7 separate regions of the Mus musculus genome follow, and all the other regions are linked to region 1. A link is a contact called in public HiChIP or PLAC-seq data. All regions are on one chromosome and are shown on one strand. Each heading gives the region's core, a stretch centred on a gene start, on an enhancer-like site or on the middle of the called end of the contact. The rest is flanking DNA. Distances are from core to core; before and after follow the strand shown.

Region 1 (3,607 bases), core at 697-3,196:
AAGCTAGCCCATGAGCTGAGGATGGAGCCTAGGAAGCATGGGGTGAGGCATGGGGTGGGGTGGCTCTTTCAAGACCCTCACACACTACCTGCCCCTCTCCAGCTTGGAGCAAGAGCTTTCTTGAGCATGCTGTATTCCTTCCATGAACCCCTTGTGGGGAAGGGCTTCCAGGCATATCTGCAAAGGTTTCCTTCACGGTTAATCTTGGTGTGTTGTCACCTGTCCTGAACGAAGGGGCATATACAAGTGTTTAGAACCAGGGACCCAGATCAAATGACCTGCCTGCCTGTCAGTTTCTCTTAACAAATGTCTTTTTAAGAAGCAAAATGTTGAGCTGGGCGTGGTGGCACATGCCTTTAATCCCAGCCCTCGGGAGGCAGGTGGATTTCTGAGTTCGAGGCCAGCCTGGTCTACAAAGTGAGTTCCAGGACAGCCAGGGCTACACAGAGAAAACCTTGTCTCAAAAAACCAAAAAACAAAAAAAGAAGAAGCAAAATGTCTTTTCAGCAACCCAGCATGTTGTTGGGTTTCTTATTCATGTACTTCTTGCACTTTTGATTTTGTTTAAGAAGTCTGCCTCAATCTCGAGCTCTCTGAGAATCTTCTGTTTTCTTTAGGAGATTTGTATTCCTTGGGGTTGGGAGCGGCACCTCTTGTATTCAGCTCTGTCACCTGTGGTCATCGAGGAGCCAGACCACAGGTGGGTGTGTAGACACTGAGGGAGATGGGCAGCTCCCCTCACACAGGGCCATGGCAGTGAGTTCCAGTGAACCAAATATATCCCCTTTGCTCTCCTGCTCCTCCACAGAGATCATCAAGACCACCTTTGAGATGATCACCATTTTGAATTGCATAGAACAAGAAATAACCCATAGATTCTATCAAGATTTATAACCACCTCTTCCCTAACAGAGAAGGGAAAGGAAGGGGAGAGTGGTTAAGGTTGTGGGAGGGAGAACAGAACAGAGGACCCAATAGAAAACACGCAAACCATTAAACAAACAGACGCTTTAACAGGGAAGCCACACAAACAGGGAAAGCCATTAAATTAAAGTGAGGAATGTCCTAAGCTTTCAGGGAAGTGCTGATGGAGTACAGCAAGCTCCCACTGTGCGTTCTCTGGCATGGGTTCCCACTGTGTGTCCTCTGGCATAGGTTCCCACTGTGTGCCCCCTGGAGTGGCTAAAGCCAATAAACCTGACAGCACCAAATGTTGGCAAAGAAAACAGAGCAACCGGAACACAGCCGATAGATAGGAAAACTGGCAAAAGTAGTCATTTGTTAGAACCGAAGCAGAAATGTTTGGACCCTGAGTGATCCCCAGGGCTCATTCTTGGTATTCACCAAGAATGTGGGGAAGCCCCCACAGTCCCCAAATACATACAGCAGTACCCTGTGTCCAGTGTCCCCAGACTAAAGCAACCCTACTCACTGGAGAGTGGAGATGTCAAGAATGGCAGGTATTCCCGGTGAAATCAGTCATGTGGATGGATATACAAATGAGCATGTTTCTATAACAAGGGGGCCAACAATGGCACAGGAGTCTAAGGGAAAGAGTCAGAGCTTTGCCATCCAGTGGAAGACAAGCCCGTGGAAGTTTAGCCACAAGACATGGGATCCTTCCTAGGGTGCCGGTCATTTGTATTCATTTATGGGGGTGCTGGATGCACCGATGCTTCTACTATACAAAGAGGTGCCAGGCTGCTCACTCATAAAGGGCTCCTTTTCTCTCTGGCCAACAGAAGAAACACACAACAGAAAAAGAACCCCAACATTTAAATCCAAAAAAAAAAAAAAAAAAACTTGCTCGGCCTGGTTAAGGCTCAGAGTAATTGTCCCAGCTGCCACCCTGGGCCCTGTGCCCGCTGGGCCCTGCTGCCCCTTGCAGCTCCTCTGAGGAGCCTGCAGCCCTGAGAAGAAATCTCTTCCCCTTTCTCATTCTTCCCGTTCCCTTGGCCTGGGGCTATTGTACATATGCAAATGTGGAGATGCTAGCTGCCTAGGCAAACCCAGCTATTTATAGCCAGATAGCTGGCACACTCACAGCTCTACAGACTAGAAAGCCGAAGCACTCACACAGACACATGCACGCACGCACGCACATGCATGCATGCACGCACGCACGCACACTACACACAGTATATTTTTTCTTTCCCCAGGATATAAATTTCCCGTCCCATTGCAGTCTGGGCCGTCGCATGCAACATTGATTGTCTGTTATATTACATTTATTAAGAAGTGATAACTTGTAATAATTGGATGTTAAATTAAAGAACTCTCTCCTAGTTATTGCCGTCTCAATTATAACTGTCGCTGGCTGGCAGTTATAATGATATATGAGGGTTGTATTTTATGCAGCCGACCGTGACCTGGTGAGTAATATTCCCCCAGCTCTGAGGGCGTTCATGCACTCCTTCGCTCCTAATGCCTTGCTCGGGTGCTCATTGGAATATTAAGCGACTGCAAGGCTGAGGTGTCGAAATCCGTGCAGCCAGCCTGGCAACTAACAGCCCCTCCGGCACCCGGGTTCCTCCCGCCTTCCCTCCTGGGCCAGGGCCAGCTCATTTGGGCTTTGTTTTATGGTTATAGGAATCCAGTTTGTTTGGGAAGTTATAGTGGGTGAAGAGTGTGCTTTCTGTTTCCTTGAAGATGAAGAGTCTGCAGTGAGCTCCCGGGTGCAGCCCCGAGGAGGAGCAGGTTGGCCAGGCAGCACCTGGGCAGTGGGGTGAGGGGACTTGTGGAGGGTCTGGCTGTATCTATGCAGCCTTGGCAAGTCGGAGGCTCTGGGAGCTGAAGGCTATTTGAGGCTCTGAATGAGTCTGTTGCTCAGGGCTGCAGACCTCACATGATGAAAAGGACTGACTGCCAGGGGCCCGCGCGATTGTGTCCAGACCTCGAGGAGATGGCATTCGCTAAGGTTAGACAGGAGGTTGATCTGGGCACTCATATCCTCACTTCCTTGTCTCCTCTGCCCCGTTCATTTGAGCCAACAGAGGCCACTTTGTTGGAATTGGCCACACGACAACCAAGGGGGACTCTGGGAGGCTCCTAGGTCCCCCAGTCCTCAGGTCACATCCGTCAGCCGTCATTCTGCATTTGTGTCTTAAGGCTTTATAAGGAAATTCCTCAGCACAGGCAGGAATGTGTTTCCCGAATTTCTGGAACTCAAGGTTTAAAGGTGTGGATGGACCTTGCTCTCCTGAGACTTCTAAGGAGGGTGTCCTGGACTCTGTCATTTCTGGCAACACAAGTGTCTCTTGCCTGTTGGCCCAAGCTGCCTTTTCCTCTAATGACATCCACAAAGACCCTTTTTCTAAATAAAATCATATCCTCAGGTTCCCCAGCTGCTAGGTGTCTGGGGCTGGGGCTGGGGCTGGGGCTGGGACTGGGGCTGGGGCTGGGGCTGGGGCTGGGGCTGGGGCTGGGGCTGGGGCTGGGGCTGGGGCTGGGGCTGGGCTGGGGCTGGGGCTGGGGCTGGGGCTGGGGCTGGGGCTGGGCTGGGGCTGGGGCTGGGGCTGGGGCTGGGGCTGGGGCTGGGGCTGGGGCTGGGCCTGGGGCTGGGGTAGTCTTCATCCCACTAGAAGACCTTTGCTTCCCAAGGCCAAAT
Region 2 (3,483 bases), core at 857-3,356, 330 kb before region 1:
TCTGCCCACAGTTGTTTCTCTTAAGACATCATCTGATTTTTTTTTTTGTTGTTGTTTGTTTATTTGTTTGTTTGTTTTAGAATTTATTTAGTATATGTAAGTACATTGTCTTTAGACACCAGAAGAGGGCGTCATATGTCACTACGAATGGTTGTGAGCCACCATGTTGTTGCTGGGATTTGAACTCAGAACCTCTGGAAGAGCAATCAGTGCTCTTACCCGCTGAGCCATCTTACCAGCCCCATCTGATTTCAAAAACAACTCCAATGCCGGCCGTCCAAGGAGACCCCACACTGGTTTTGCAGCTTTACGATGTCTGTAAGGTAGGTGTTACCGTCTGTACATCTGCTAAAACTGGAGGCAGACTGCCTTCTGATCAAGGGTCCCACAGATCACCTGCTTGTCCAGACTCCAATCTCCAGTTGCAGAGCTTCAGGCATGTGGATTGCATAAAAGCAGAACAGCTTTGCCGCTCAGCGCGTGCACGCGCACACGTGTGTGTGTGTGTGTGTGTGTGTGTGTGTGTGTGTGTGTCTGTGTGTGTGTGTGTGTGTCTGTGTGTGTGTGTGTGTGGTGTGTGTGTGTGTGTGTGTGCGTGCATTTTGAGACAACGGTTTCTCTGTGTAGCCCTGTTCTGTAGACCAGGCTGGCCTCAAACTCAAAAGATCCAACTTCATGCTGGATTGTCAGCATGTGCCACCTCTGATAACCAACATCTTCATAATGTCTCCTCATAAAGTCCTCTGAGGCACAGCTGAGCTTCTCCATGGTGGCAGGCAAACCCTAAGACTCCACACTCGGAGGTCTCACTAATATGGAAGGGGTGGTAACTGCTCTGCCCCCCTACTGAGGCCCCCTACCTCAGTAGTACCATGTCTTCCCCCCAACCTCCAGCTGGCTTTGTGTTAGTGCTGTGGACATGAGGGGTCTCCAGGAGCCTGTGGTGTGTTCCTTCTAAGTGTGCTTGACAGCAGTTGGGGTGTCAGGGGAGCCTGACCTGTAAATCCCCGGGTGGAGCAACCCTGAGGTCAGGGCTGTTCTACTTCACCAGAGACCACTTCCCCTACACTCCTGCCCAGCATTGCCTATCTGGCTGAGGACAGTATCTGTTGGCGGTCTAGTGGGCCATGAATTCAGGATCCTGTTAATATGGGATCTATTGGGATTCCAGTCTTCCTCTCAGCCCCTACTGAGTGACAGGCACAGCTTTTCTACTCATGAGGTTGAGGTCTGGATCTGTGCATGTTAGTGCTGTCCATGGTGGGACTTCACTGCCCTAGATCTCACATCTCATTGCGATCTACCCCAAGGCTCAGCTATGCGGCAGCCATCATCTCAGGATGCTGGGAGGTGGGGAAGTGCTGGGATGAGATGGTGACCCTGTGCTTGCTCGGAGGCCTTACTGTTGCTACCCGTCTCCTGCTAGTGAGCCCTGCAAGTGTGCTTGAAACCACGGAGTCTTAGCATGGAGCTGTCTGCTCACACTCTGCCAGAGGCCATGCTGGCTGAAGGGCTTTGGCGTCTCGCACATGTACTCCGATGCCTGCCCACCCACCCCCGTTACTGAACAATAGGCCCCAAATGAAGCTTGACCCCTCTGAGCCTTGGTGTCCCGCCAGTGAAAGTCTGGATTGTCGACACTAACATGGGACATGGCTCTGTGACAAGGAAACATGAAAACAACACTTCGTGCCCTGGTTGGGCTCTTAGCTAGAGTCACCAGCCAGCGTGCATTGCCCAGGACAAAGGATTCCTGGGAGGCCAGACTTTGACTCTAAAACCAAGACAGTCATGGACAAACAGGGACCGTTGGTCACCCTGTTACAAGAGTATAGCAGTTTTCATCTAAAGACAGATGTAAACACTGGGCCATTGTATAGGAGCCAGGCAGTGCTGTAACCTGAAGCCAGTCTCACAGGGAGAACTCAAAGTGTTCTTTCCATACAGTGCTCCGTTCTCCCCAGACTGCCATGGACAGGTACATCCAGGCATATTGAGCTTGCTGCAGCCAAAGACGCTTTCCCAAAGGTGTGCATGTATGCCTGGCCCTCTGGCAGCAGCCTGCAATGTTCCCACCGGTTCATTCTTGCCACTCACCCCCAGGCTCCACCCACAATGGCCTCACGCCAGATTCTGAGACCAGGTCTGCTTTGAATGACTGGAACAGAGCAGCCCAGGATTTAACCCATTCCTGGCTTGAGTGCCTCCTGCCGTTAACCATTTCCTCCCCCCTGCCTGTGGCTCGAGTGACCCAACAACAGCCTCTCAACTCTCTCCCATTTTGCGAGGAAACATTTCTGCTTTATGACTGCATGTGCTTTCTCGTCTCTCCCGTTATCTTAATGAATTAACTGGGTGCCCATTGCTCCCTGGCCCCCCCACGGTTTACGAGCTGTTCAGCGATCACTGCGATCTTCGTCAGCTTCACACAGTTGTTGTACCGGTTCCTATTACAGTAATTGGCATGAACTTTATTCTTTTGCAGAGAGATTCTTTGGCCCGCTGAGACTGCATAACCATCTGCCATAAATTGAGACTAGTACGGCTTATTTTGGTGAATGCAAAATTGGATCCCATTCTTTACTCTGTGGCTTGATTCAACTTCCAGATGGTTAATCCACATGAAGTAATAGGAATGCACCACAGCTCTGCTTAGCTGAAGATGGAGACGTAATATTTATTTGCTGATGTGGAGGCCTCCAAACGCTGCCCTGTCGGGATGTCAATATATAACACGGCAGCACAGAAATGTCAGCTTGTTCTGCAGGAACGACAGGCTCCCCTGAGTTGCCATGGGGGGACCCCTGGGTGCCTACTCCCCCCTTCTGTCCTTGACCTAATCTCAAGAGGTTTTTATTCTCTCCTGGGCTGTTTCTTATCAGCTAGGTCTGCCTGTGTAGCTGGCTTCACATCTGCTTTGACTTTAGTGCCTGTGACATTTTCATTAATACTTCTCCAAGGTTGAGCCTTTATTCCAAATACCCTGCAGCTCCCAGAAGCTAAAGCTCAGCTGTGCCCAGCTGGGGGCTGCTGGGAAACTTGGCCCCTGAAATACCAACAAGTCTGCTGTCCCCACTCAGATGAGCTGATCAACACTTTTTAATTGTTACTGATCATGCTCACCTGCTATGCTGAAGGATGCAGAGGCAGATCTTGGGGTAGGGGGGAATTGCTTTCACTCTGGGGAATATCGACTGCCTCTGTGTGTATGCTCCGTCCTGTCCTAGACTCCTCCTGGGTCTCAGCATGTGGTGCAGGGAAGCCTGAAGCCCTGCATCTCACCACCTGGGAGTACTGACTCTTCAGGGCTCCCTGTACCAGATGGGTCCAGCAACCCAGTTTACCCAGGGCTGCTCTGGCTGAGCCCCTATCTCCTCTGTACCATTCAGAGCTGGGCAAACTGAGACAGTTGCCTACCCTATGGCCCTGTCTACTCTAGATCTGCAGAGAGAACCTCTGGAGCTCACTCTGAAAGTCCTACAT
Region 3 (3,881 bases), core at 629-3,128, 290 kb before region 1:
GAAATCACTCGGAGACTGAAGTACCTACCCATCAGGAACGACAGGGCTGAACTTTCCCTACAGGACCGTGGATGTGGAGGGGCACAGATATGGAAGGTCTTGCTTGGAGGGTCTGTTTGCAGTCAGGAATCACTTTTGTGTGGTTCTCAGCCTCCGGTGGCTTGAGCCACACCACAGAAATATCCCCCTCAGAGATGTCCTACAGATGCAGTGAGATGAGAGGATGTGCCGTGGTCGGTCAGTAGCCAGGGACAATGGGATGGGGAGTGGCTTTTCCCCTGGAGACCTGTGGGCTGGCCTTCTCTTCCTCAGTCCCTGAGGCAGGCGCAGGCCCGTCATAGCTCCCACTGACCTCCCACTCAGGAGATATTTTTATCCTTTTTTCTGAATGGTGAGGCGAGAGGGAACTCGAGTTAGTGACAGATTTAGCAGAAGGGAGATTTCCTGACTTGGGGTAAGCAGGTATAGGAAGGGGCCATAGCAAAGGGACCAGAAACCCTCACACCCCAGTGAAAGGCCTGTCCGGTTGAAACTGGTTATCATTTTATCTCTGCAGCTGACTGTTGCATAGCTTGCTAGTGGCTGAGAGAAAGGCCAGGATTTGGCTTTTTTTTTTTTTTTTTTGAAGGGGGAGTGATTGCCTGATCCTTATGCTCCAGATATATCTAAATGATTCGGGATCTCTCTCTCTCTCTCTCTCTCCCTCTCCCTCTCCCTCTCCCTCTCCCTCTCCCTCTCCCTCTCCCTCTCCCTCTCCCTCTCCCTTCCCCCCTCTCTCTGTGTATGTGTGTACGTACATGCATGTATGTCCTTCTGAGCTAAGGCCTGAGAACTCTTACTAGGAAATGGAAAGATAATTTTCACTCCTCAAAGCTCAGACAAAGTTCTGGCCTTCATTCGGTGTGAGGTGGAGGCTCACTGATCTCGGTATTATCAGGTTTCGCTGAACTGGCTATACTGCTGGGCCTCTGGGAGAGGGCCCGTGAAGTTCCTCGTGTGTTTCAGTATTATTTGGCTTCGTTTAGTGATCGAGCATGTATTTTGTGTTTGAAGTGTGAGATGCATTTGTGAGCACGTGTGAGGTTAGAGGGGTCTGTGCGCACACGCACGGGCGCACACATGTGCACATGCATACATGCATGCATTAGTGAAGTAATCCAGTCATTGGTCACAGAAGAGAACCTCCACGCCCCCATCCCTTCACTGTCCCTTCACAGGAAGAGGGGACAGTGGCCTTTAGCTGTACACTTTTAGAGAAATGGTAGCTATTCCGTTGTACCCACTACCTGGGGCCTTGGAGGTAGGCATAGAACACAGCCTCTTCTGATGCCCCCATCCTGGGACTCTGGGATGTTCATGAGCATTAATTCCTAAAAGCCTGGGAGGCAAGTGTCATGACCCCCAAGCCTGGGGCATCTCACTGTGGTTTGGGGCCCCCTGCTCATCTCTCACTGTAATGAGCAGTAGGAATGGTGGTATATGGGCCTCTGTGTGTGTGTGTAACTTCAGAAATGTGTGGGTGCACTTCCAAAGAAGGAAGGGAAACCATGCCAGGGCCTCTTAAGCCAGAAGGAAGGAAGGAGATGGCAGACTGACCCAGAGTCTTTCTGAACACAGTCTCCACAGGGTGCATGTGTCACGTTGACGGTGGGCGCTTCAACCACTGCCCCTCTTTGTCTGTGGGCTCCTCATCCGTGCCTATCTCTGAGGTGGTGCTTGAAAACTCCACTTTCTGAAGCTACTGCCACCATAAAGCTCAATTAGGTGATGACAATTCTTGAGCAAACATCTTCCTGAGATGCCCCTGGGCCACCCCCCTTGCTTTGACTCTCCCATGTTTCCCTCCGAGGCCTCGTCTTTGCACAGCCAGACCCAGCCTGGGTGTTTTTGGCACTGCACCAACCTTCAGTGAACTTGAGGCTCTGAGGAAGCGGGCTTTTGGAAGGATGAGGACACGATTTCTTTTTTTATGTGGGTCTGTTAAACTCTAATGGACATCGGTGTCTGGCTTTAAATTTGGAGAGGGTCTTTATCTAACCCTTAAAACCGGAGTTATTTCCTGTAATTACAGCGCCCCATCTCCCTTGTTTGGGGTACTTTGGCAGGGTGGGGGCACACCGGCTACCTTTCTTAACTGTGACTATGACATTTTGAGCTCCTGGTTGGTAATAAGAATTTATGGGCCAGGACATGCCAGAAGACGGCAGCCAGAGGCACGATAGTGAGGGAGCCCCACGCCCTGCCTCTGCCATAGCCTTGCTTCTTTTTAATGAATTAATTTAGCTTCCCATACTTGGTATTCAGTAGTTATTTTGGGAATCCAAAGGAGAAAACTGGAGATTAAAAAAAAAAAAAAGACACTTTGAGAAAAAGAAAAAAGTGCTGTTTTTGAAGTTTGAGCCGACTTGACACAAGATGCCATGGGGGACGAACATGAAGCCAGAGGTGGCCCCGCTGCCGACCCCACTTCTCTCGTGGTGAGCTTTCCGTTGTTGTTGTTCCGAGTAGCAGGGTTCAGAACTGCCAGGAGGAACCTCTGTGTGGCATTAGGTGCTGCTGTCTGCATGCTGTAGGCTTCCACAGCTAGAGAAACGAGGTTTAGTGGGAAACAGCCGTCTTGCCACCTCACATCGCTGTTTTTGCTCCGTGTTTAAAAATAGTTTGTTTTGATGTTCTGAATTCCGTCTTACCCTTATTTGCTTGTTTGACGAGGACATGCGCACCGTCGTGCTGTACTGCGTGGATCCTGCACGGGCAGGGTTGGTTGGATGGTTGGAACCACACAACCAAAACTCAACAGGGATTTGGTGTGGCAGCTGGTGAGAGGGGCATTTGTTTTTGGTTTTAACTATGGCCTCCTGTCTTCCTCTGATTTCTCTCCTGCTCAGCAATATTTTGTTTCTTCCTTAAAAAAAAAAAAAGAGGATCCCAACCCTTTTGCTGAGTCCCCCCTCTGAATAGCATTTGAGGGGTTACAGTAATTTGAGGGCGATCTCAGCTCTCAGCCTGGGTGTCCCGGCACTAATGGTTAGCAGGGCCTATTACAAGAAGCAAAGTACATTGTAAATGGCTTATGCAGAAAAACCATTTAGATAAAAATGCAATTTTCCCCTTCTGCATGTAGTACTAAGAATTAATAGCATATTCCTTCTAAATGGGTATTTTCATATTATATTTTTTTCCCCCTAATGAAATTCTTCTCCCAAACAGGAGCAAGTTTCATTTGAACTTGGGGGTAGGATGGATGAGTGTGTTTGGGAGCAGGCAGATGCAGCCAGCACCCCAGCTCCCCGTGGCTGCAGGGGAACCCAGGGACTGACCATGCACGTGTAGGCCGAGACAGGCAGAGGGCTGCATCTGCCCCGGGTGGGTTTCCTTCCTTTTTTCTTGCTGTAGGCTTGGGGTGTTTTTGATGCATTGAGCAATTAGCCCCTGGGCCCTGGCTCTTCCCTTGAAAGTGGCCTCACCTCTCCAGCGTGGGGAGTTTCCATGATTCTCTCTGATTGTGTCTGCCTGCCTGCAGGCCAGCTCCTTTAGAGGTGACAGCTGGGGAAGGACCTGCTTTGTCCTGGGTTCACAGCAAGGGGCTGCACTAGGGGGCCAGGTCCAGCAGTGTCTGCCTGAATGACTGTTCTGGGCAGGGGATCAGGTATAGGAGAGACAACAGCACACAGCGAAAGTGTTTTGTGCTTGTCTCGGCTTCCCTGGGATTGGCTGGTGGGTTTGCCTTACTCAGGTGATCAGGGTGGGAGGCATCGCTGCCACTGAAGAACACGACAGAACCCCAGAACACAGCTCTGTGTTGTCTCCATTCATGAAACAGGGTTAAAGCGAATGCTCTAAGATGGGAGAAACTTAATGCTTGTCTTTAATGGTCCTGT
Region 4 (3,916 bases), core at 47-2,546, 310 kb after region 1:
TAACTTGAGGACTTCGTACAGACACATGGGCTGCAGTGTGAGCAGCTGATATATGAAGACACCATGAACACAGAAGAGCCGGGTGTCCACATGTACAGGATGGGGCTAGACCCACCCCTACTTCTCACTGGCTCAAGTCAGTCCTGAGACAGAAAAACAGCTAGAAAAAATTATCAGGATGGGGGTGCAGACCATGGGGCAGGGGGTGGGGAATATGACGTCAGGCACCCGCAGTAAGTGGGAAATTATGCTAAGAATTGTCTGCATGGCGACACAGTCGCAATGGGAGAAACGGGCCTCAGCATTGCAGAGATTGCTGATTGGCTCGCCTCTGCCTTCTCAGATCCCCAGGACTCAACGGAGTCAAGAACTAAGCAGCTCTGTGGCAAGCCCATGGCCCCAGCCCTAAAAACCTCACCACCACTTTATTCTTAGCAAACCCACCAGTTTCCAAGTTCCCATATCAGGTAGGAGCCAACTGTGCTGTCTCAGGTGACTTGTGCAACTACTTTGAACCTTGACTTTCTCTCTTGGAGCTATTAGGAATTCCTGTGAGGTTCATGGCAAGGAAGCTGCCCTGCCACTGTGCAGGTCCTACCTGTAAGAGCCTTCATTATCATCAGCCTGTCCTGTGACCACTGACCTGAGTCCCTGACTCTCTTCTCCAAAAGACCAAGAAATGTCTATTAACAGAAGGCAGGAAAACAGGCAGGCACAGATAAAGAAGTAAATTGGATCCCTCCCTACAAGCCATGTGACAATATCAGCAAGGCACAAACAATACTCAGCCTAGCAGGCATGCCTCTATCCCAGAAGCCTCTGGGCCACGAGCCTGAGACAGGCAAAGCCACATAGCATCATCCAACATCACCTGCTTTGCCAAACAGGGCACCAGGGTCTGGAGGCAGGAGACAACTCAAATGGGAAGAAGCAGAGACAGGATTTGAACTACAATCTCTCTATAGATTTTACCCGATGCCTCTTGTGCAGAAACCAGCTGTACATACCAGCTATAGTAGGTGCTTAGGAAACCTGCCCTCTCCACACCCCTCCTTCTGCTCTTTCCCCATCTTTCAGCACAGGGACTAGCAGATCTTCCCACGAATCCAGAAGAGACTGCTAAAATATCACTAACCCCCATCCGTCTCTCAGGGCCTGCCTGTATCCTCGAGTCCCTGATACATCTCCTGCCTTCCCTGAAAGGCTTGGGAATCCAGGAAAAGCAGGGACCACTCCTGGCAACGGGCCTCCTGCCCGTCCCGTGGTTGCCATGGCAACAGTGCCAGCATCCATCTTCTTCAAGTCCCTCTTCCCGGCTCTGCATCCCTCCCTCTCCTGTCACGTCAGATGAAGGACAGGGGCTGAGACCTAGCCACGGAACTGCGGAGGAGCAGAAGGAGAGGACGGCTATAGACAGAGCCATGTCAGGCTCAGACAGGGCTGGAGGAGGTTCTGGGTCCCCACCAGTCTGGGAAACTTCATTCCTTTCAGTGTCTTCTTGGACACACAATGCACATCAAACACTGTGCTGAGGGTTTTTGCATCCACTGCCCTACTTCAAATTCAGCATAAATGGAGGGTCTTCCTATGGGAGGCTTGCTTTTCTCTTCTTCCTTCAGCCCACTCTAGCTGGCCAGGCCCACACTACACCTCTTGCATCTCAACAAATCTTACACTGTTTGAAAAACTGTCCTCCCCCAAGCACTCCCCTTCTCTGTTTTTTGTTTTGCTTTCTTTTGTTCTTGTTTTTCAAGACAAGAAAGACCTCACAATACAGCTCTGGCTGGCCTTGAACTTGGAGATCTGTCTACCTCTGCTTCCCAAAAGCTAGGATTAAAGGTGTAGCCACCACCACTGACCTAGATTTGTTTACTTTTAATTGTCTCTGTGTGAGTCAGTGCACATGTAGACATGAGCACAGATCTCCCGGAAGAGGGCATCAGATCCCTTGGAGCTGGAGTTACAGGCAGTTGTGAGCCACCTAATATGGGGAGGGAGAGAGTTGGGAGTTGAACCCAGATCCCCTGCAAGAGCAGGGAGCATTCCTCACTGCTGAGCTGTCTGCAGAAATGGCCCCACCTGTCTAACTGCAAATCCCAAGTCTTCCAGTGGCACCAGGAGGCTTCTAAGATTGATCTGATGCAAAGAAATGAGGTTGTGCCGGGCAGTGGTAGCACACACTTTTAATCCCAGCACTTGGGAGGCAGAGGCAGGTGGGTTTCTGAGTTGGAGGCCAGCCTGGTCTACAGAGTGAGTTTCAGAACAGCCAGGACTACACAGAGAAACCCTGTCTTGGGAAAACAAACAAACAAACAAACAAACAAACATTTAAAAAGGAATGTAGGTTGTGCATAACAGTGTGATTGTGAAGTTGAGAGGTATATGCAAGGGCGGAGGCTTCATACTATCAAGGAACAGACAGCTTGGTCTGTGGCCTCTGGGTGCCCCTTAACCTCTGTTAACAGGTCAAGAATGCAGGCACGGACCCAGGAGGACCAACCACACTGATGGTAACTTCCCAAGGAGACGTGAGCCTGCCACACCAGGAAGCTCCCAACTGGCAGGACATTTACAGATCACCTTTTCAACCCACCCCACAGATTGGAAAACAAAACCCAGATCAGGGCAGGAACAAGTCCCAGGTGATGTGATGAAGCATGAGGCAGGACTTGAACCTTAGTAGTGCAGAGCCGTCACCAGTTGTACCCCAATTCATGACGTCCCATGCCAGAGCAACAGAGGCCTGGGCATGGTATCCATAGAGCAGGATGAGCTTTGTTGGCCAGGAACAGTGCCGAATTTTAAAATACATCAGCTTGGTTTTCAATGCTACAAAACAGAGATGCTTACCAACTTCCTCATCACAGGAGATGAGGGATCGGAGTTATGTGAGTTCCTAAGAACTGGCAGGGTGATTGCCACACACTTGGAAGCTTGAAAACCCCAGCTTGTGCCACACCATTTTTGAAGTCAGTCATCAGTTGGACCTAAGCAAGGTGTCATGGTTTGTATATGCTCTGCTCAGGGAGTGGCACTATTAGAAGGCATGGCCCTGTTGGAGGAGGTGTGGCTCTGTTGAAGGAGGTGTGGCCTTGTTGGAGGAGATGTGGCCCTGTTGGAGGTGGTATGGCCCTTGAAAGAGGTGTGGCCCTGTTGAAAGAGGTGTGGCCCTGTTGGAGGAGATGTGGCCCTGTTGGAGGAGATGTGGTCCTGTTGGAGGAGGTGTGGCCTTGTTGGAGGAGATGTGGCCCTGTTGGAGGAAGTGTTGGAGGTGGTGTGGCCCTTGAAAGAGGTGTGGCCCTGTTGAAAGAGGTGTGGCCCTGTTGGAGGAGATGTGGCCATGTTGGAGTGGGTGTGGCCTTGTTGGAATAGGAGTGGCCTTCTTGGAGGAAGTTTGATCTTGTTGGTGGTGGTGTGGCCAGGTTGGAAGAGGTGTGGCCCTGTTGGAGGAGGTGTGGCCCTGTTGAAAGAGATATGGCCCTATTGGAGGAGGTGTGGCCTTGTTGGAGTGGGTGTGGCCTTGTTGGAGTGGTTGTGGCCTTGTTGGAGGAGGTATGGCCTTGTTGGAGGAGGTGTGGTCTTGTTGGAGGAGGTGTGTTACTGTGGGTGTGGGCTTCTAAGACACTCATCCTAGCTTCGTAGATGCCAGTCTTCTGCTAACAGCCTTCAGATGATGATGTAGAGCTCTCAGCTCCTCCTGCACCATGCCTGCCTGGATGCTACCATGTTCCCACCTTGATGATAATGGACTGAACCTCTGAACCTGTCAGCCAGCCCCAACTAAATGTTGTCCTTTTAAGAGTTGCCTTGGTCATGGCTTCTGTTCACAGCAGTAAAACTCTTAGTTGACACAAGGTATCAGGAGCTGGATCTGAAGACTGTGGAAACACCTCAGCAGTGGTCCCTTTCGACCTTC
Region 5 (3,517 bases), core at 943-3,442, 410 kb after region 1:
GGAGGGGAGGGGAGGGGGAAGAGAAGGAAGGGGAGGGAGAGGCAGCTGGACATCTCAGAAGTCACTTTTCAGGGTCTGCCTTTATAGAGAACAGCGAGAGCTGCCACCCGTCTTCCTGGTTGGCCTGGTCACCCCTGGAACGAGTTCTATGCAAGCCAAAGGCTCAGTCACTGGAAGTGATAGGCACCCAGGTCATTCACTGTTTATAGAAAGCAGAGCTGAGGAGGGGGGAGGGCTCTGGGAAAGATGGGGTTCTCTCAGGACAGGGCCTTGAAAGGCCAACATGCCTCCTCCAGGACTTCAGGACATGAACCCCTAACAGTTGCCTCAGGAAGGGACACAGGACCTCAGAGTTGTGAAAGAAGCTCAAGACTAGACAGAGATACTCCAGGCACAGTGCACCCCACTTAGGTGTCACACACCCCAGGTTCAAATCCTCTCTCTTTTATTCCCCCTGAGCTTTTTCTCTGAGCTTCAGTCTCCTCCTCTGAGAAATGAACACTATACGGACCCCAGGGGACCCCAGGGGACCCCAGGGGTGCCAGCCTTGGGGATGCTGGCCCCAGGGATGCTGACACTGGTGGTGCCAGCCCTGGGGGTGCCGACCTCCTGACGTGTGCTCAGGAGTAAATGGCTTACACAGTGACAGGCTCGCCAAGCCCCAAACTTCTGTCACCACTGTCCTTTCACATCACGGTTGGGCTCAGAGGCCCCATCCCGACTCCAACCCATTAGCAGCTTCTGCCTCTACTCAGGAAAGCCTTGTGGATGCTCAACCCTGCTCACAGCTAACAGCAGGCATCCTGGGAGGGACTAGTTTTGCGCCCAGACATCCAGGTCCTCTGCACCCTTTGTCCAGAAATCTCTTCTCGGGCCTTTGTTCAAACTCCCCAAATGCCATGGGTGCTATAAAGACAGTTTTAGAAAAGTCGATTACAAAAAAAAAAAAGAAAACTTGATTACACCCACATGTCTGGGGACAGAAGGGAGGTGGCAGCATGAGCCCCAGCATGCCCAGTCTGGGCAGGAGGGCTGTTTCACTGACTGTATTCCTGGCATACAGGGAGGCCCAGAGCCACTAACTTCAATGTAGGCCCAGCACCCCACAGGACCACTCTGCACTCAAGGCTGCCTCTCTCCAGCCTACCTTGAGGCACAGTCTCTGTGAACTCCACTTCCTCATGGGAATCAATATAGGAATCATGAAGATGCCAGGGAACAAAACCCTTCACTCAAGGCCTGGCACACTGCCTGTGCCCAGCCATGGGTCAGTCTGCTGGGGACAAATCAGCCTGGGCTGTGAGCCCAGCTCCATGGTTTTCAGTTACTTAGCAACTTGGGGCAGGTGCCTGTCCCCCTTCCAACCTCAGTTTACCCCTTGTATTCTCCAAATACTCCCTCAGCCCATTGGTGTGGTATTCTATTCTGGGCCCTGGGCGGTTCCTCTCCTAACATTCCAGGCATTGCTGCTACTGTGTGACATATACACATACACACACATGCATGTGTACATACATATAACACATGTGCGTATGTGTAGACACATTACCAAAAAAAGACGATTACATACTTATAACACATGTGCATGTGTACATGCACATACACACACAAACATGTGTACACACACACAAACGTGTACACCAATAGGCACCCATACACACATGCATGTATACATACAGACACACAAACACACATGCACATAGCATGCGTACACATACAAGCACATGCATGTATACACACATACATACATATGTTCATACATACACACACATGCATGTATACATGCATACACACATGCATCCCTCTTCTGAGCCTCCCCTGTCACATTCTCCATCATAGGCCCATCCACAAACCCTTTTCAGTGTCCCCCGGGGACCGGCAGGTGGGAAATGTCATTTTGGATCCATTACTAGACCTCTAAGGCACTTGGGAACAATCAATTGCAAATTCAACTTCCATCTGAGAAGGAGGGGTCGGAGCACAGTCACCAAGGAGCCCTGGGCCTGTGCCCCAAGATGCAGGGTACAGCAGCCCCGGGGGCAGGACGGGGGCAGGTGCCACCACGCCATGTCTTTGGGTTTCCCTGCCTTGGCTGGTTTGAATAATTCATCGATGTTGAGTCTCCTGGGCACCACTGTGCTTGGTGAAAGCACGCCAGCCGCCGCTTGCCTGTTAAGAGGGCCCCCGCCTGCTGCCTTTTTCTGTTAATCAGGATTAATGAGTCAGTGAAGAAGCACACGGACCCTGGGCACAGACACTGGCAGCCAGCTCTCCGGGCACAGCAGGCCTCAGAAACAGCTCCCGCCTGGATGTCCTCGGGCAGTCTTCAGTGGCAGCCATCAGCCTGTGGATAACAAGCCCTCACCCAGCCTGCCAGACCCTAGGCCTCTCTGCTGGGCCCCTAGAGCTCTAGGGACAGGAAAGGAAGAGAGAGGGCCCCAGTGAATTGAGCTTGGCCCTGTGCCCTGGCAGCACGGATGGATAGGAGGGCAGGCTCTGCATCACACACAGTAGGGCCATGGAGACCCTCCCAGCCCTGAGCTGGTAAAGATTCTAAGATGCCAGCTTCCCATAAAAGACGGCTATGGAGACGCCAGAGCCCTCCCCTGTGCCTGGCTCCTTGACAGCTGTCACTCACGCAGAGTACAGGGTACAATGTCCTCTGCGTGTCGCTTGCTGACATGCCTTCCTTTCCAATCCCCTGCCTTGAAATGTTCAAACAAATGGACTCAGGTTACGCCACCAGTGTGTTAAGCGGCCTTGGGCAAGTAACTTAACGTCTCTGGGCCCCCATTACCTACCCAGGAAATGGAGGAAAGTTTGTTTTAAGTATTACTGAGCCAGATTTGGTGGCATAAACCTATGGTCATAGTCCTCAGGAGGCTGAGAAAGAAGAGGAGAATCACCAGCCAGCAGTTTGCTGAGTGCGGCCCAAGGCCAGCGTCTTTCCCAGTCGACAATGTCAAACACAGCTCCGCATGGCTCGTGCTGTCTGCTGCACCACCACTGTGTATGCCAGCGTGGTGGTGTGCAGAGCGGGGCCATGACACCTGGTGCTGGCTAACTGTGCCCTGTCACAGAGAGAGACCTATAGGGGAAGGGAACCAGGGTGTGGCAGATAGCAATACCACATCTATCAAATCCACCCTCAGAGCAAAGGCATGGAGCAAGGGTTTGATTTCCCATTTAAAGTCTGTAGTTGTTAGCTGTTTGTACTGTATCTTACCAAAGTGTCCTTCTGCACTGGATTGGAAATGTTTTACATGCCTACCAGTCCCTTAGCATAGCTAGCTTTGTCTGTGTGTATGGGGCAGGGTGTGTTGTGGATAAACTGGTGTGCACTGGAACCCAGGCACACAAACCCACTGGACTTTGGTTACAATGTTCTCTCTGACTCAAGGGCTGAGCTGGGACCTCAGAGTCTGTATTCACACATGGGCTGAGGTTGGCCCACATTCCATTGCCTGCCCTGCCTTGGTCTAACACAGCTCTACCACAAGAAAGTCTGCCTCCCAAT
Region 6 (3,880 bases), core at 508-3,007, 280 kb after region 1:
ACTAAGAAACAAATGGAGGGTGAGAGGGACACCCCACCAGGGACCTCCACGGCCGGCCTGAGTGTCCTTCCCCCCCCCCCCCCCCGGTTCAGGATCACCACTGCATAAAAATGACTAGATGAGGCTATGGCCAGGCTGAAGAAGCAACTGTGGTTGAGTGAGATGGGTATTATAATAGATGAAGGACCAATGAGGACAAGCAAGATAAGGTGCCAAAGCAGACATTACTAGTTGATCACTGATATCCCCCCTCCCCATCACCAGGATGGGAAATTTCCTTGCCTTCCTGGTACTGAGAAATGCAGAATTTTCATGAAAAATAAGACCTATCTACCCCTCCCCTATGCTTCAAGGATTTTTACCTGATGTTGAGTTGCATACATACATGTCTGGGGGATAAGGACCTAGATAAACAAGTCAGTCGATCTTTGTGGTTGGCGAAGGTGGTGCAAAACATGGAGTGAGTGGTCACCAGAGAGATATCCTCTGAGCTGATTAAGCAAGAGCTCAAAGAAGCTGGTTTCTTTATTAATGGTGACCAACCAGAGTGTGGAGGGCAGAATGGGTGGCTCCTCACTGACCCGTCTTCCCCCTCTGCTTTAACAGCTGAGCACAAGTCACTGTGAGCCTCCCACGGGTCAGCCAGGAAGAAAGGGTCTCTAGGGAACCATCCCCTTCTTGACTCTCAAACCCTTCCCCAGGTCTCACTGTGGCATTCTTAAGAGACCCAGGGGACTTAGACCAATCATGTCTCCTCTCTGATAGTCTAATTCCATACTAAAGAAAATAAAGACATAGACCTTCTATTAAAGAGGTCAATGTGTGTCATCCACACCAAATAAGTCTCTCCCTCGGCCAAAGCAGACATTACTAGTTGATCGCTGATTCCCACACACACACACACACACACACACCCCTACTATGACCAGGATGGGAAATTTCCATGCCTTCCTGGTACTGAGAAATGAAGAATTTGCATGAAAAATAAAACCTGTCTGCCCCTCCTCAAGGCACAATATGCTGTGAGGGTTTTTACCTGATGTCGAGTTGGAAAGAACCCCCATTCTCTATTTTGCCCTGCAACTCAGGTTGACCTCATTGTCTATTGTATCCCCAGTACAAGAATCCCCACAGAAGCCACCTCACTGTCCTCACAGTGTGAGTCTACATGCCAAGCCAGGGGCTCAGTGCACGCACGCGCGGTGTGCACACAGTGTATGGGCCACTCCACTCTCCCTCTCCCTCCCTCTCTCCTGCCTGGACACAATTATGTTAAAAGAGCAATTAGCGACCTCTTAAGCCTGATGGCCTACTCCCCCATTAATCTCTTGCAATTATAAACCCCAAATCTTCACAACAATTGGTCCCAGATGCCCACTAGAGGGAACGCTAATCGCCTCTTTCCCAGCTGAAACCAGCTGTTCGGCTTCAGTTTCTGGGTCAGGGAGAGAGATGAGAGGTCACACGTGGCCGAACGGTCAGATGCCGCCTGGGTGGAGATCCTGCAGAAGAGACACCCTTAGGGGCCTCGGGAGCACCCTGGGAAGGCATCTCTCTTTACTTTGGCTGCCTGCACACCCGGGTCTGCAGTCAGCCTGGGCCGGTATCTCCCCGCACTCCGAGCCACTCTGATTCCTCATTATGAACACACGCTAATTACTGCAGATAATTAGCTCTTCACAACCACCCGGCCGAGGCGCTCCAGACAAAGAGGCTCAGGAGGCTGTGGACATGGCTGGTCGCCTCCGGCCCACAGCCAGCACCAGAGCACCCTGCCAGCTGACCCTAGGTTTGGGGGAGGAGGCGTGAACTAAGGTGAAGGCCTAGGTCAATGGCGCTTAAGGCGCACAGCCCCTGCTGCTGCGGGCAGAACCGATTCAGACCTCAGCACTGCAGCTAATTAAATCAATATGAGATAATGAACGGCAATTAGAGGTCCAGCTAGGCACATCTTCTCTTGTAAATACTGTTTCTCTCCCAACGGGGAGCTCTTTCTTAATAATCTGTTTGTGTTTCATTTCCAGGAACTGTAATTCCCCTAAGAAGCTCCTGGGGAAGTGATTTGTTTGTCTGTATAACCACGAAACCCGTTCCTCTGGACTCGCCTGCCACTGCCTCTGCACATACATGATCGGCTTCTTACTATTTTAGGTTTCTTTTGGTTTGTTTTAATTTCTGACCTGTCCAGGGAGCCCATGCAGAGGTCTCAGCCCTCAAAGAAAACACCAATAAATCCCTGAAAGGGGTGGGGGGGGGGCAGGGGGAAAGGTCACAGGGCCGAGGACTCCCATTACATGGAGGGGAAAACTGAGGTAAGGCAACCACAAGAGTGATGAGCCAGTCAGGTAGTCTCCTCTGCCATTCAGACTCTCACCCCACCCCCACCTGGTACCCGGGGTCATGATAAGAAGCCTTCTGCCCTCCAGGAGCTAACAAATTTGTCTAGCAAGACAGACTAAGGCACATAACAATTAGAGAGCAATTAGGCACCTAATTGTGTGGTACCAATAAGCTCGGGGTTCAGTGAGGGTTCGGGGACTAGGGAGAAACAGCAGCATCAGGGCCCGGGCCTCTTCGTTTTCAGTGTTTCCCATCAGACCCTGCTTTCTGAGTCCTGGGTTTTTATTTCTTCACTTAGGGGTTCCATGGTACCCTAAAGTCAATGTGTCTAAAGCAGCCTCACGGCCACCCCACCCCCGCCTAACTGCTCCTGCTCCTCAGCTCATTTCCCTTAGAGAATTAGCCACGCCCACAGCAGAGCTGAAATCAGGCATAAAGAATGGAACTGTGCCCTTTGCAGGAAAATGCATGGGGAATCGACATCATTGCGTTAAGTGGGATAAGCCTGCTCAGAAGGACAAATGCTGCAGAGACATCGAATTTTAATGTGTGTGTGTGCCTCTGTGTGTGTGTGTGCCTGTGTGTATGTATATATGTGTGTGTGCCTCTGTGTGTGTATATAAATATATATGTGTGTGTATGCATATATGTGTGTGTATGCATATATGTGTGTGCCTCTGTGTGTATATAAATATATGTGTGTGCCTCTGTGTGTGTGTGTGCCTGTGTGTGTATATAAATATATGTGTGTGTGCCTGTGTGTGTATATATGTGTATGTGTGTATGTATGCCTCTATGTGTATATATATGTGTATATGTGTGTATATATAAATATATATGTGTGTGTGTGTGCATTGTGTGTGTATATATATGTTTGTATATGTGTGTGTGCTTCTGTGTGTGTGTATAAATATATGTGTGTGTATACATATGTGTGTGTGCCTGTGTGTATAAATATATGTGTGTGTGTGCCTGTGTGTGAGTGTGTGTGTATGTGTATATATGTGTGTGTGTGTGTATATATATATATATATGCATTTGTGGGTGTGTATATAAATATATGTGTGTGTGCCTGTGTGTGTGTGTGTATATATATATATATATATATATATATATATATATATGTGTGTGTGTGTGTGTTTGTGTGTGTGTGTGTGTGTGTGTGTGTGCACTTGTGTACTCACACACACACATCTACTACACGGGAAAAAAGAAAGACTTTATGGGGAAAGCTAGAGGTCTCAAGGGAGGGACACAGAGTCAGGGGAGGGAGCAATGGGTGGAAAAAGACAGACATCACACATTTGTTCTCACAGACTTAAGCATGGATACACATGGAATGGAAACAGAGGAGGGATCCATGGGGGAGAAGGGACTGGAATGGAGAGGGGGGAGGCAGTGGAGGGAGGGTAGCAGCAACAGGAGGAGTTGGCCCTACGTGATGATGTCATACTCAGTGACACACATGCTCACTGAAATGTAGTCGGAAGAGGTAGCATATTGCTTGTGAGAAGTATGAGCCTTTTCCACAAGGCTTCCA
Region 7 (3,859 bases), core at 89-2,588, 390 kb after region 1:
CAAAGTACTCAGGTATGAGGCATGGTCACCTCTGGGGAAGGTGGAGGTGACATTATCTAGGCCACAGCACCCACTCAGACTTGAGCAGCTGAGGCAGGAACAGCAGCTGGAGCCACACTGTGCCCTGGAACCCACCCCTGACTGGATGGCTTCCATGGCCAATAATACCGATGCTAGCCAGCCTGCCATGTGACAGGGACGTCATCACTCCTGTGTCCCAGCCAACAGTCTGATGACCTCAAATATCAAGCCTTCCCGATTGCCCGTTCCTGAGGGCAGGAGAACCCAACCCATCTGCGTCTTGATGAAGGAGTCATTGGGGTTCATAGGGTTCATAGCAATCCAAAAGCTTAACTGAGTCCCCAGACAACCACCAGGATGGTGACAGAAGAATCGTTCACTACACACATCTCACAAGACATCACTGAAACCTCAAAAAGCTCACACCAGTCGATATTCATTGCACCCAAACTACAGATGAGGAAACCGAGACTCGGTGAGTAGACATCACTGGCAGATTCTGATATCCACGCCAAGTCTCTGACACCAAAGGCTCTCCATCTCCCCAGCCCATCCTCAATTGGTCTACTCTGCTTTCCCTTCTGAGTTCCTACCACACATCCACGCCCACCTGCCACCCAGCCACCTGGCCATCACTGGTAGAGCCAGGATGGGCTGCTGAGTCAGGCTCTGCCTCTGTGTGTGACCTTAGGCAAGTCCATTCACCTCTCTGATTCTTCCTCAGTAGATAGGGAGTGTGAGCAGATCTGCTGAACACAGCTGGGAAGAGCAGGGAATCCTGGGATACCAGATGTTAGCATTTCTTCTAGGCTCCACCCCACAGTTACCTGGCAACAGCCAGGTGTGCTGGCCTCAGTATAAAAGGGGCTGCCTGCCCCCTCCTCAGCCTCTTACTCCCTTACTCCCATTCCCCTCCCCTCCCTTCTCTCTCCATGTTCACGGCCAGCCTCTACTACTCTCCCTCTCCCCCTTCCCTGACCCTTTCTCTCTACCTTTCTCTGTCTCTACTACCCCCTCAACTTCCCTCTCTGTGCCCTAAACTCTAATTCTATACTATGGTACCTCAGGGGAGAGGTGCACACCCACAGAGGCACCCACTTCCCCTGCACCATACCATGCCTCTACCAAACGTATCCCTGGGTTGCCTTTCTTTTTTATAAAACCCAACACCAGAGTCCCCAGGTCTACCCTGGGCCACTCTATGACCCCTCAAGTCTCCTGTCTGCAGCCCTCACTCTTCTGCCTCCCAGCTGATGAATCCAGAACCAGGTCTCATCTATCTGCAGTCCAGTTGTGTTAGGACTAATCTCGCCCCTTGTGGCGAACGGGGCCTCGCCCCAGGCATCACAGCAAACACATCCAGTGCCAGGAGGGTTTGATCATGGGAGAATGATGTCATTTGTCAGCGATGTCCGTCCGTGGTCCACGGCCCGATGCATTTGCATTCGGAGCTGGAAGCAGAAAGACCGGGTAAGATGCAGAGGAGGAAAGGGGGTCTGCCTCTGAGTGACTGGCATGAATTATTTCGACCTAACTTACTAATTAAGACCCTCATTAGCAGCCCAAATTTGTGATAGATAGGCAGAGGACCTGGCACAATGGTTTAATTTAATGATTCCTTGCATTTACTTTGTTAATCATCTTTAGTCTGATTTAATTTATGCCGATGTGACTGTCCTCATTTCTAATTAAGGCACTGATGGTGGGGACACCCGCCATCGCAGAAGAATTTCAATCAAGTCGCGCACAAAAGCAGATACCAGTGCTTACGACCTCCGAGATGGCAATTTGCAAAACCGGCTGCTTGTTGTTTTATTTCTGCCTGAAAGGTTGGGGAGGGTCTGGTCTTTGCCTGGGGCAGATGGTTCTCGCTAACCACAAACCTTTATAACCATCGATTTTTTTTTAAGGCTCTGAAGAAGAAAACAAACAAACAAACAAACAAACAAAACCTTAGCACTTAAGTAAACCTTTCCAGGATTTACACACAAGGGAGCAGGGTCCAGAGAGGTTGAGGGGCTGGCCCAAGGTCACACAGTAAGTTAGCAAGCTTGGGAGGAGATCGTTTTAGAAACACTCTCACATCACCCTCCAAACCCCATGACCACCCACTTGGCAGACACAGCCTGATGCCCACCCAACAAACACACACACACACACACACACACACACACACACACACACACATACCTGACAGCTGCTAAGAGCCTATGGCCTGCCTGGTACTGACTTTCAACTCCCTGTGAATTCTAAGCAGTCCATGGTCTGAGTGTACACCTGATGCATGGGGCTTTCTCATATCCATAAACCATCCACACAGGGCAGTGAAGGACCAGACCCCACCCTGCCAGTCAGGGACATGGGCTCCAGCAGCAGAAGGCTGCCTAAATTCTCACAGCCAAGAAGCGAAGTTTGAACCCAGTCCACATGACTCCAGAGCCCACCCTCACGGGTCACCACTGCATGTCGGCAGCGTTGACATACCTGCTATGGCCAGTGGGTACCAGACTCAGTGAGGTACCTCACCTGATAACCACACTTCCATCCCATCCTGTGCTGAAGGCTCCCAGTCCCAGCCCTGGAAGGCAAGGATCAGAGAAATCATGTGATGTGCCCAAAATTGCACAGCAGGATACCAGTGGCCAAGCTTGGGGCCTTCCCTGACTTCCACTTTCTGACTCTGCCCCTCCCCCACCCCACCATTCCTGCATGCTGCAGTGTCTACCCACCTTCCCACCCACCCCACACCCACCCCATTCTAGTTCCTAGAACTCACCTGTGGGCTCCACTGATGGCCAAGGGTTCCCTTTATGCGTTTCCTTTTTCTAACGCCTTGCTCCACCCTTATCCCTTCCAATCCCCCAACACTAGGTAAGAGAGGAAGAAGGTTGGAGGAGAAAGGAGGTGTCCATATCAAGTTAAGCTGCTTCCTGCTGATTAGGGGCATCCTTGGGGCAAGTTTGATCTTCATCTTCAGGATACCAGCAACCAGCAGGAGGAGAAGGAGCAGGGGGAGCAGCAAGAAGAGGAGCAGGAGGAGCAGAAGGAGCAAGAGGGGGAGCAGGGAGAGCAAGAGGAGAAGCAGGAGGAGGAGCAGAAGGAGCAAGGGGAGCGGAAGGAGCAAGAATGGGGGAGGAGCAGAAGGAGGAGGAAGAGGAGGAGTGGCAGCAACATCCCCCATCACAGCCCCTCTCAGGGCTCTAGCATTTTTGCACCCACTCAAGAGTCCCCAGAATTCCAAATGTCATACATTTGCAAAAGAATCTGTAGCTAGCAAAATCATGCCGCTGCCAGAGCACGAGGCAAATCACAGTCAGCTGCTGCAGACAGCCCAAAGCCACCCCATGTCCTACACCTGGGATTATAACAAAAACACATTCCCATAACATTTCTGTGTTCGTTAAGAAACCAAGAATCTCACTGCAGGCAACCTGTGATAACCAGCTAGAATCCAGGGTTCCAGTTTCCCATCAATTGGTCGCACGTCCATCTGCAAGTCTCATCTCTTCCCTGGGCCTCAGTTTACCCAGCTACAAAGCATAGAGACTGGAAAAGAGGCCTAACTCGGCTGCCCATTGGCATGGCCAAGAGTTAAAGATAACTAAATAATTAAATTCTTGATTTTATTGTCCAAACACGTCTAACGCTATTCCATCCACCAGAAGATGAAGAAGCGGAGGATCAGAGGTTGTACAAGCTGCCTAAGGTCACACAGCAACATGAACATTCACCACTGTCCTTGGCTCCTATCTCCTGTCTCTCAGCATCCACTCCACCAGTCAACTTGACCTCCATGAAGTCCTGAGCATACCCAATTCTACTCCTTGCTCTCACACCC

What was found. HiChIP or PLAC-seq counts read pairs in DNA pulled down with a chosen protein or histone mark.
Region 2: an H3K4me3 HiChIP or PLAC-seq map of embryonic basal ganglia shows a contact between it and region 1, with 3 times the contacts expected there. The contact joins two enhancer-like sites. A contact is called at or near these places in 1 of 39 promoter capture datasets (neural stem cells), 1 of 15 datasets of contacts at CTCF or cohesin (the NIH/3T3 cell line), 4 of 484 Hi-C or Micro-C datasets (LSK cells and embryonic stem cells), 4 of 115 datasets of contacts at active chromatin or transcription factors (cardiomyocytes, embryonic basal ganglia, embryonic forebrain and 1 more) and 2 of 9 other capture datasets (adipose tissue and embryonic tail).
Region 3: an H3K4me3 HiChIP or PLAC-seq map of embryonic forebrain shows a contact between it and region 1, with 7 times the contacts expected there. The contact joins two enhancer-like sites. A contact is called at or near these places in 2 of 484 Hi-C or Micro-C datasets (Sertoli cells and embryonic cerebral cortex), 10 of 115 datasets of contacts at active chromatin or transcription factors (craniofacial prominence, embryonic basal ganglia, embryonic forebrain and 5 more) and 2 of 9 other capture datasets (adipose tissue and embryonic stem cells).
Region 4: a contact with region 1 is called in an H3K4me3 HiChIP or PLAC-seq map of embryonic basal ganglia, with 4 times the contacts expected there. The contact joins two enhancer-like sites. A contact is called at or near these places in 2 of 484 Hi-C or Micro-C datasets (cardiomyocytes and trophoblast stem cells), 2 of 115 datasets of contacts at active chromatin or transcription factors (embryonic basal ganglia and embryonic stem cells) and 1 of 9 other capture datasets (embryonic stem cells).
Region 5: an H3K4me3 HiChIP or PLAC-seq map of embryonic basal ganglia shows a contact between it and region 1, with 6 times the contacts expected there. The contact joins two enhancer-like sites. A contact is called at or near these places in 1 of 15 datasets of contacts at CTCF or cohesin (the NIH/3T3 cell line), 7 of 484 Hi-C or Micro-C datasets (CD4 T cells, cerebellar granule neurons, embryonic stem cells and 2 more), 4 of 115 datasets of contacts at active chromatin or transcription factors (astrocytes, embryonic basal ganglia, embryonic forebrain and 1 more) and 3 of 9 other capture datasets (adipose tissue, embryonic stem cells and liver).
Region 6: an H3K4me3 HiChIP or PLAC-seq map of embryonic basal ganglia shows a contact between it and region 1, with 3 times the contacts expected there. The contact joins two enhancer-like sites. A contact is called at or near these places in 7 of 484 Hi-C or Micro-C datasets (embryonic fibroblasts, embryonic stem cells and nephron progenitors), 4 of 115 datasets of contacts at active chromatin or transcription factors (astrocytes, embryonic basal ganglia, fibro-adipogenic progenitors and 1 more) and 1 of 9 other capture datasets (embryonic stem cells).
Region 7: an H3K4me3 HiChIP or PLAC-seq map of embryonic basal ganglia shows a contact between it and region 1, with 3 times the contacts expected there. The contact joins two enhancer-like sites. A contact is called at or near these places in 2 of 115 datasets of contacts at active chromatin or transcription factors (embryonic basal ganglia and stem cell-derived neural progenitor cells).

What each region holds. Positions count from the first base shown.
Region 1 is chr5:111,722,940-111,726,546 of GRCm38.p6, forward strand. No RefSeq gene overlaps it. Among named protein-coding and RNA genes, the nearest start is that of Gm36481, 17 kb to the left of the region's middle. Within about 2 kb of position 1,947, at least 65 of the 459 cell types and tissues checked have an H3K27ac peak or open chromatin away from gene starts, as enhancers often do. A contact at or near this core is called in astrocytes, embryonic basal ganglia, embryonic forebrain and 2 more, where this site is marked.
Region 2 is chr5:111,391,900-111,395,382 of GRCm38.p6, forward strand. No RefSeq gene overlaps it. Among named protein-coding and RNA genes, the nearest start is that of Mn1, 24 kb to the right of the region's middle. Within about 2 kb of position 2,107, at least 85 of the 459 cell types and tissues checked have an H3K27ac peak or open chromatin away from gene starts, as enhancers often do. A contact at or near this core is called in embryonic basal ganglia and neural stem cells, where this site is marked.
Region 3 is chr5:111,429,648-111,433,528 of GRCm38.p6, forward strand. The region is part of intron 2 of Mn1 (meningioma 1); the gene reads left to right. Among named protein-coding and RNA genes, the nearest start is that of Mn1, 14 kb to the left of the region's middle. Within about 2 kb of position 1,879, at least 13 of the 459 cell types and tissues checked have an H3K27ac peak or open chromatin away from gene starts, as enhancers often do. A contact at or near this core is called in embryonic forebrain, where this site is marked.
Region 4 is chr5:112,028,870-112,032,785 of GRCm38.p6, forward strand. No RefSeq gene overlaps it. Among named protein-coding and RNA genes, the nearest start is that of Gm36794, 84 kb to the left of the region's middle. Within about 2 kb of position 1,297, at least 20 of the 459 cell types and tissues checked have an H3K27ac peak or open chromatin away from gene starts, as enhancers often do. A contact at or near this core is called in embryonic basal ganglia, where this site is marked.
Region 5 is chr5:112,131,694-112,135,210 of GRCm38.p6, forward strand. No RefSeq gene overlaps it. Among named protein-coding and RNA genes, the nearest start is that of Gm30032, 13 kb to the left of the region's middle. Within about 2 kb of position 2,193, at least 54 of the 459 cell types and tissues checked have an H3K27ac peak or open chromatin away from gene starts, as enhancers often do. A contact at or near this core is called in astrocytes, embryonic basal ganglia, embryonic forebrain and 1 more, where this site is marked.
Region 6 is chr5:112,000,599-112,004,478 of GRCm38.p6, forward strand. No RefSeq gene overlaps it. Among named protein-coding and RNA genes, the nearest start is that of Gm36794, 56 kb to the left of the region's middle. Within about 2 kb of position 1,758, at least 46 of the 459 cell types and tissues checked have an H3K27ac peak or open chromatin away from gene starts, as enhancers often do. A contact at or near this core is called in embryonic basal ganglia, where this site is marked.
Region 7 is chr5:112,109,038-112,112,896 of GRCm38.p6, forward strand. Gm30032 (a long non-coding RNA gene) reads right to left here. Exons shown (of 4, transcript XR_880589.2): 3 at 2,506-2,599. Among named protein-coding and RNA genes, the nearest start is that of Gm30032, 9.9 kb to the right of the region's middle. Within about 2 kb of position 1,339, at least 29 of the 459 cell types and tissues checked have an H3K27ac peak or open chromatin away from gene starts, as enhancers often do. A contact at or near this core is called in embryonic basal ganglia, where this site is marked.